Regions from separate parts of the Mus musculus genome. Here region 2 is linked to region 1. The links are chromatin contacts, called in public Micro-C maps. All regions are on one chromosome and are shown on one strand. The core of a region is the stretch at or near the end of the contact, and the rest is flanking DNA. Distances in the headings are between cores, read along the strand shown.

The links. A called contact is a pair of places that touch in the nucleus more often than the background predicts.
Region 2: a Micro-C map of embryonic stem cells shows a contact between it and region 1, with 7 times the contacts expected there. The contact joins the promoter of Ppp2r2a here to the promoter of Kif13b in region 1. A contact is called at or near these places in 2 of 39 promoter capture datasets (liver and pre-B cells) and 1 of 484 Hi-C or Micro-C datasets (embryonic stem cells).

The regions. Positions count from the first base shown.
Region 1 is chr14:64,650,998-64,654,020 of GRCm38.p6, forward strand. It overlaps Kif13b (kinesin family member 13B), which reads left to right and starts at 1,544. Exons shown (of 40, transcript NM_001081177.2): 1 at 1,544-1,659. The coding sequence starts at 1,605.
Region 2 is chr14:67,070,999-67,074,021 of GRCm38.p6, forward strand. It overlaps Ppp2r2a (protein phosphatase 2, regulatory subunit B, alpha), which reads right to left and starts at 1,473. Exons shown (of 10, transcript NM_028032.3): 1 at 1,092-1,473. The coding sequence starts at 1,098.

The DNA.
Region 1 (3,023 bases), core at 294-2,793:
GGACAAGGCAGTCAGAGAAAATCATCAAAATCAAGGATCAAACCCAGAGGTCTTAAAAAGGAGAGGAAGAGGTTTTCAGATGAAGGGTCAGTTCTTGGACACCGTAGTCTCAATACAGATTGCTAGAGTTTAAGAGTCCTGCAGAATCGAGGTGAGGCGAGGTGCAAACCTTTAGCTCCAGCACTTAGAAGGCAGAAGCAGATGGATCTCTGAAGTGGAGACCAGTCTGTCTACTGAGTGAGTTTACAGACCAGCTAGGGCTAGATACAGAGGCAGGCGAGAGAGGCCTCAGGTCTGTTATTCCAGCTACTTGAGAGGGTGAGACAGGAAGATTGCAAGTAAAAAGCTAATTTGAGCAACTCATGTGGACCTCTATCAAAACCCAAAGCACAGGGGCTGGAGAGCTGGCTCACTGGGCTCTATTCTCTGCCCCTATGTGGTGGCTCGCAACTCTCTGTAATTCTAGGTCCAGGGGATCGGATGCCCTCTTCTGAATTCAGCACAGGCATACAGATATACATTCAGGCAAACATCCATAAACATAAAAAAAGAAGAGAAAAAGAAGTAAAAAAACAAAACAAAACAAACCCCAAAAACCCCACCCATCCAATGAAAAACTATAACAAAACTCCAAACAGGGCCATTGAGATGGTTCAGTGGGTAAATGTTCTGGCTTGCTAGCCAGATAACTGAATTCCATCCCTAGGACCCACAGGGTAGATAGAAGGAGAGAACTGACTCTTGAAAGTTGTCTTTTGACACATGCTCCCACATGTGTACACACACACACACATCCAATAAATAAATAAATAAATAACAAGTACATTACACAGAAGGGGAAAGGCCCAGCACCAACAAGGCAGTGTATGTATTTTCCCAGCTCACTAGCCCATTCCTATTCTTAGAAGTGCCTTTTCTTTCTTTCTTTTTCTTTTTTCTTTTTTTGAGACAGGGTTTCTCTTTATATTCCTGGCTATACTGGATCTCATGCTATAGACCAGACTGGCCTCAAACTCAACAGCGATCAGCCTATTTTTGCTTCCCAAGTGCTGGGGTTAAAGGCCTGTGACACCATGGCCAGTTGGCTTTCTCTTTCTTAATAAACTATCTCTACTTTTATTATCTCAAAAAATAATAAAAGGAAGGCTGGGAATATAACTCAAGGATAGAGCGCTTGCCTACCATTCATAAAGTGCTAATTTTAATGTCCAGAAAACTCTCCACACGCACACAAAAGAGAAGTTAGGTGTTGCGGGATGGACAGGGAAAATCCTGCAACAGATAGGAAGGAAGGAAGAGAGAGGAAGAAGTAAAGAAAGAGAAGGAAAAGAAAGGAGAGGGAGGTACAGGAACAGCGGCACAATTGTAAAACGGCGACAGATGACTACAAGTTCCAGAGAGCGGCGCGCGAATTTTCCCGCCAGCGCCTCGGCCTGACTTGTGGGAACTACACATCCCAGCATGCCCCGGGACGCACCGGTCCTCGCCCCTCGTCGGTCCCGCCCCCTTTTCCCCCACAGCCCCCGCCCGCCGGGTTGGCCTCGGAGAGTTTGTCCGGTGGCCGAGGTAGACGGAGGTGCAGTGAGAACCCCGGCGGTAGCACGATGGGAGACTCCAAAGTGAAAGTGGCGGTACGGGTCCGGCCAATGAACCGACGAGGTGAGCGCTTGTCCCGGGCCGGGGGCGACAGGTGCCTGTGGTGGTAGAGCTTCGGCGTCCCGGGGGTCTCGGCGGGCTCCCTTCAGCGCGCGTGCGCCCTCGACGGCGCGGTCGGGCCCTCAGCCCTCCGCCCCGCCAGCTGTCACCGAGCTCTCCAGGCCTGGGGCAGCTCCGGCCTCGCAGTCCTCCTGTGTACGCAGCTCTTAGGGCGGACAGCCCTACTTTTCGATTTTCCACGTTCTCCCTTGAACCTGCACCTTGTGGCTGTTTGCAGAAAAGGAAGGACATGCATGCCTTCTTAGTTCTTTTCTGGTTTATGACTGTCGAGAGGTTTCCTTTTTTTCCTTTTGCTTGAAGTGATAGTCATCATCTCAACAATAAATAGTCTCAGTGCCAAGATTCTTGGGAAATTGTATCTTTCAGACATGCTCTGAAGTCTGTAGGGAGGGTAGAGAAAGTAGATAAACCCAGGACACGTAAATCATCTATCCAAGTTGGAAAGACTGAAGCCCAACTTGAATCCGGGGAGTAGCTGCTTTTTGCCTCTGTAGCTTCACCAGAGGGTGACTGGGCAGGGTACTTAAAATGAGGTGATGTGTTTGAAAACACTTTCTAGACAAGTCTTGTTATTGAGGTTGCTGCCGCGCTCCCGGGAGATGGAATTGCTGCTAATTGATTTAGACTACTGACTAGCTAGAGCCATTATTAAGTGCAGGAGTCATTTTCCAAGGTTTCTAGTTTGTTTTACTGTGTTTAAAGTCTAGTGTGTAGGAAATAGTTTTTCTGTCTCCTTGCCCTTTTGTGTATGTATTGAGGTAAGTAGGTGTAAAAGTTAACAAAGATTTCTCTGGTTGGTTGTTCCTTGGGAACTTGGTGTCTCTGTTTTCTTGTCGTTGGTTTGCCTACTTGAACCTGCTGAAGTCTATGAGGCAAGCTTTTCCCCTGAAGACGGAACTTTTTAAGCTCTCAGCTCATTGCCTCCTAACATCCAGGTTCTCACAAAACAGAGTGAGTAGCTTAGAAGTCTGAAAGTTTTCAGTTCTCCCATTTTTTGAGTATCCAGACATCTTTATTTTAGATCACTTCACCTCATTGTGATCATTACTGCGATTAAAAAAAAACTAAAGAAAAAAAGAAAACAGCCAAATGAAATCCGACATATCTGGGAATGATTCGGAAAGGAAGGGTTCAGCACATTCTTAAAATTTCCTTTTTGCAAAACCCTTGGAAATGTCAGTGCTGAAGGAGGCCTCTAACCAGCCACCACAGCAGGGTTTGGCACAGATAGTTAGAGCCGGACTCTTCCTTGTTTTCTCTTACTGGGAGGAAGCTACTGTCTTTAATTTGCTATGCTTGTAATTCTG
Region 2 (3,023 bases), core at 223-2,722, 2.4 Mb after region 1:
GGCAGCCTGTTTATATAGCAAACTGTAAACCAGTCCAGCATAACTTCTTTAAAGGTTCTATTATCTATGCAAATATTGAAAAGAAAGGAAAATTGGTTTAATCTCCGACACTCACTGCTCAGCACTGAAGAGGAAATGGGGGGATGGGGGCACCCCGGGATTTCTGGAAAAGAAACTCAATCTCAATCCAGAATTACTCTATGAGAGGAAGGGCTTCAAGACTAAATTGTACAAAGATAACCGACTCTCAAACGACATTAAACCTCGCTTTTCCTTTACCCATTCCTTGCTAAATTATTCTCAATCAGGCTTTCTCCCCCCGCACCCCCCCCGTCCCCCCTCAGCAAGGTTTTATAAAATCCCTCTCCCTTTGGCTATTTATATCGGCGAACTCCACAACTATTTTAACTCCAAGAAACCCTTCTGGGAAAAGGACATCTGCCCAAACGCTACCGTGCAAAATGCAAAGTTTAAATTACCTTTCTCTCCCACCCAGCCCCCACCCCAATCCTTGCAACTTCTATTAAAGGCTTAGCATTCGTGAGTGGCAAAAAAATAAGACACGGGAAGGGAGCAAAATCGAAAACGAAATTCAGGCTTACACCCTCAAAACCTGACCTACCCCATTAATGTTTGTGTGGTGCTGGGGGTTGGGGGGGGGGTGACCGTGAGTTGGGGGGGTGGGGGTATGCCTCCATTGTATTTTAACTTGCAAAGCTGTCTTCCTTCTTATCGGTCCAGAATACATTTCTACAGAAAGGTTCTCAGTAGACCGGGAAGAGGAATGAATATGTAAGGAAGAGCGGAGGGAGCAGGGTGCAGAGGGGACCCATCTGCACGCCTGCACCCGCCCCACCCACGCCGTCTCCCACCCCCAACGCACCCGTGCCGTGTTCCTGTAGTGCCAGGCCCCGGGCCCGGCCTCCAGGCCCCACAGTCCCAGCTCAGTGCCAGGCCCGCCCGCCCGCCCCACACTCGGCCAGCGCCCCAGGCCGAGGCCCCGCCACCACGGTCGCTAGGGGGTGACGGAGAGCGCGCAGAGGAAGCGGCACGGCACCCTGTCAGCCGCCCAAGGGCCGTTTCTTCTTTACCTGCCATGTCGCGCTGCAAATGGTGACCCTGCCGGGCTCGTCGGGGTCTCCGCGACCGGGGCTCAGCCCCCACACCTGGGGATGGGGGGATCGAGGGCGCGGATGGAGGCGGATGGCACCTGAGGGGGGAGGGGACCGGGACCGGGGCGGAAAGGAAGCGGCCCGGGTGGAGCGGTCGGCAGGATGGTGGCGTTCACTCAGGGGCGTCCCGTCTCGTGCTCCTTCTCTCGCGGTGGAGACGGCAGCGGCGGCAGTAGCGGCGGCGGCGGCGGTAGTAGTGGCGGCGGCAGCGGCGGCTAGGACAGCGACGGCGGCCGCGGCGGCAGGGACAGGCGACTCCACTTTCAAAATGGCGCCCGCTGGCTGGCCGGTGACGTCACTTGAGGGGGCGGAGCGTCTTTGGGGCGGGTCGTGCTGTGTTAGCCACGCCTCCTTCTTGTCTTGCTTTCGCCCCGCCCCGCCCGCTAGGATCCTTGAGAAGGTCCCTGTACAGAGCTAGAGCTGCACTTAGTTTGCTGTGGCTGTGGGCTGGATGTGCCAAGCCGCGGTGCCCAAGTGGCCAAGGCCTGGCCTGTCTGCACCTCTCACTGTCCCAAGCCGTAGAGCCAAGGCCGGAACTTTGGGATGGCCTCATATGTTCACTTATGCTCAACCACATGGTGAGCTGGCCCTCTCGAGAGAATACCCCTTTTGTTGCTCCAGTGACCCTGTGGGTGAGCCCCGGAGGCACCAAAATTAAGGGAGAGTGATGCATACTTGCCACTGCCTGCCCAAGGTGAGAGTTCACTGAGCCCAGAAGGACACAACTGGACTGGTTCCATCTGGGTGAATTAGGTTACCTTCCCATGGACTAGAGCCCTTGGCTACTGCGAGCAGTTAAGAATAGCTCGCCACAGAAATTGGATGTTGTGAATGCCGCAAAAAGTAGCCAAGGTCTTTTCAGATAAAAGTGGTAAAATCAATGATTAAGAAGGTATGTTCTGCTGGGCAGTGGTGGCATACACCTTTAATCCCAGCACTTGAGAGGCAGAGGCAGGCGGATTTCTGAGTTCAAGGCCAGCCTGGTCTACAGAGTGAGTTCCAGGGTAGCCGGGGCTACACAGAGAAACCCTGTCTTGAAAAACCAAAAGAAGAAGAAGAAGAAGGAGGAGAAGGAGGAGGAGGAGGAGGAGGAAAAAGAGGAGGAGGAGGAAGAGGAAGATATGTTCTTCTGGCCGTGGTGACACATTCCTATAATCTCAACAGCGCTTGTATTCATTTAAGAGGTTCTAGAGTTCAAGGACAGCTGAGTTTGAGGCTAGCCTGGGCTATCTATAGAAGACTCTGCCTAACATACATACATCAAACACATGCAAAAAATTAAAATAAATCCATTTAAATGTAGCCTCTTCCAGTCAGACTCTCTGACATTCCCCCCCCCCTTTCCTATTCACCTTTAACTAGGTCAAATGCCCTTTCTTAGTAGTGCCAAGCTCTCCTCCTAGAGAGAGGGAGGGGAAGGAGGCAGAGGCAAGCAGATTTCTGGAGGTCAGCCTGGTCTACAGAGCTAGTTCCAGGACAGCCAAGTCCACACAAAGAAACTCTGTCTTGAAAGACAGAAGGAGGGCTGGGTAGATGGCCTAGTGGTTAAGAGCACTGACTGCTTTCCCAAAGGTCCTGAGTTCAATTCCCAGCAGCCACATGGTGGCTCACAACCATCAGTAATGGGATCTGATTCCCTCTTCTGGTGTGCCTGAAGACAACAACAATGTACTCATCTTAAAACAGTTAAAAAAAGAAAGAAAGAAAGAAAGAAAGAAAGAAAGACAGGAGGAAGAGGAGGAGGAAAGAGAACAACAACAAAATGTGTCAGGTCCAAAGGAAACTTCCCAAACTGCAAAAGGCAGTTCAAATATCCAGAAATGAGCTCAGCCTGGACTATAGGAGGATTTC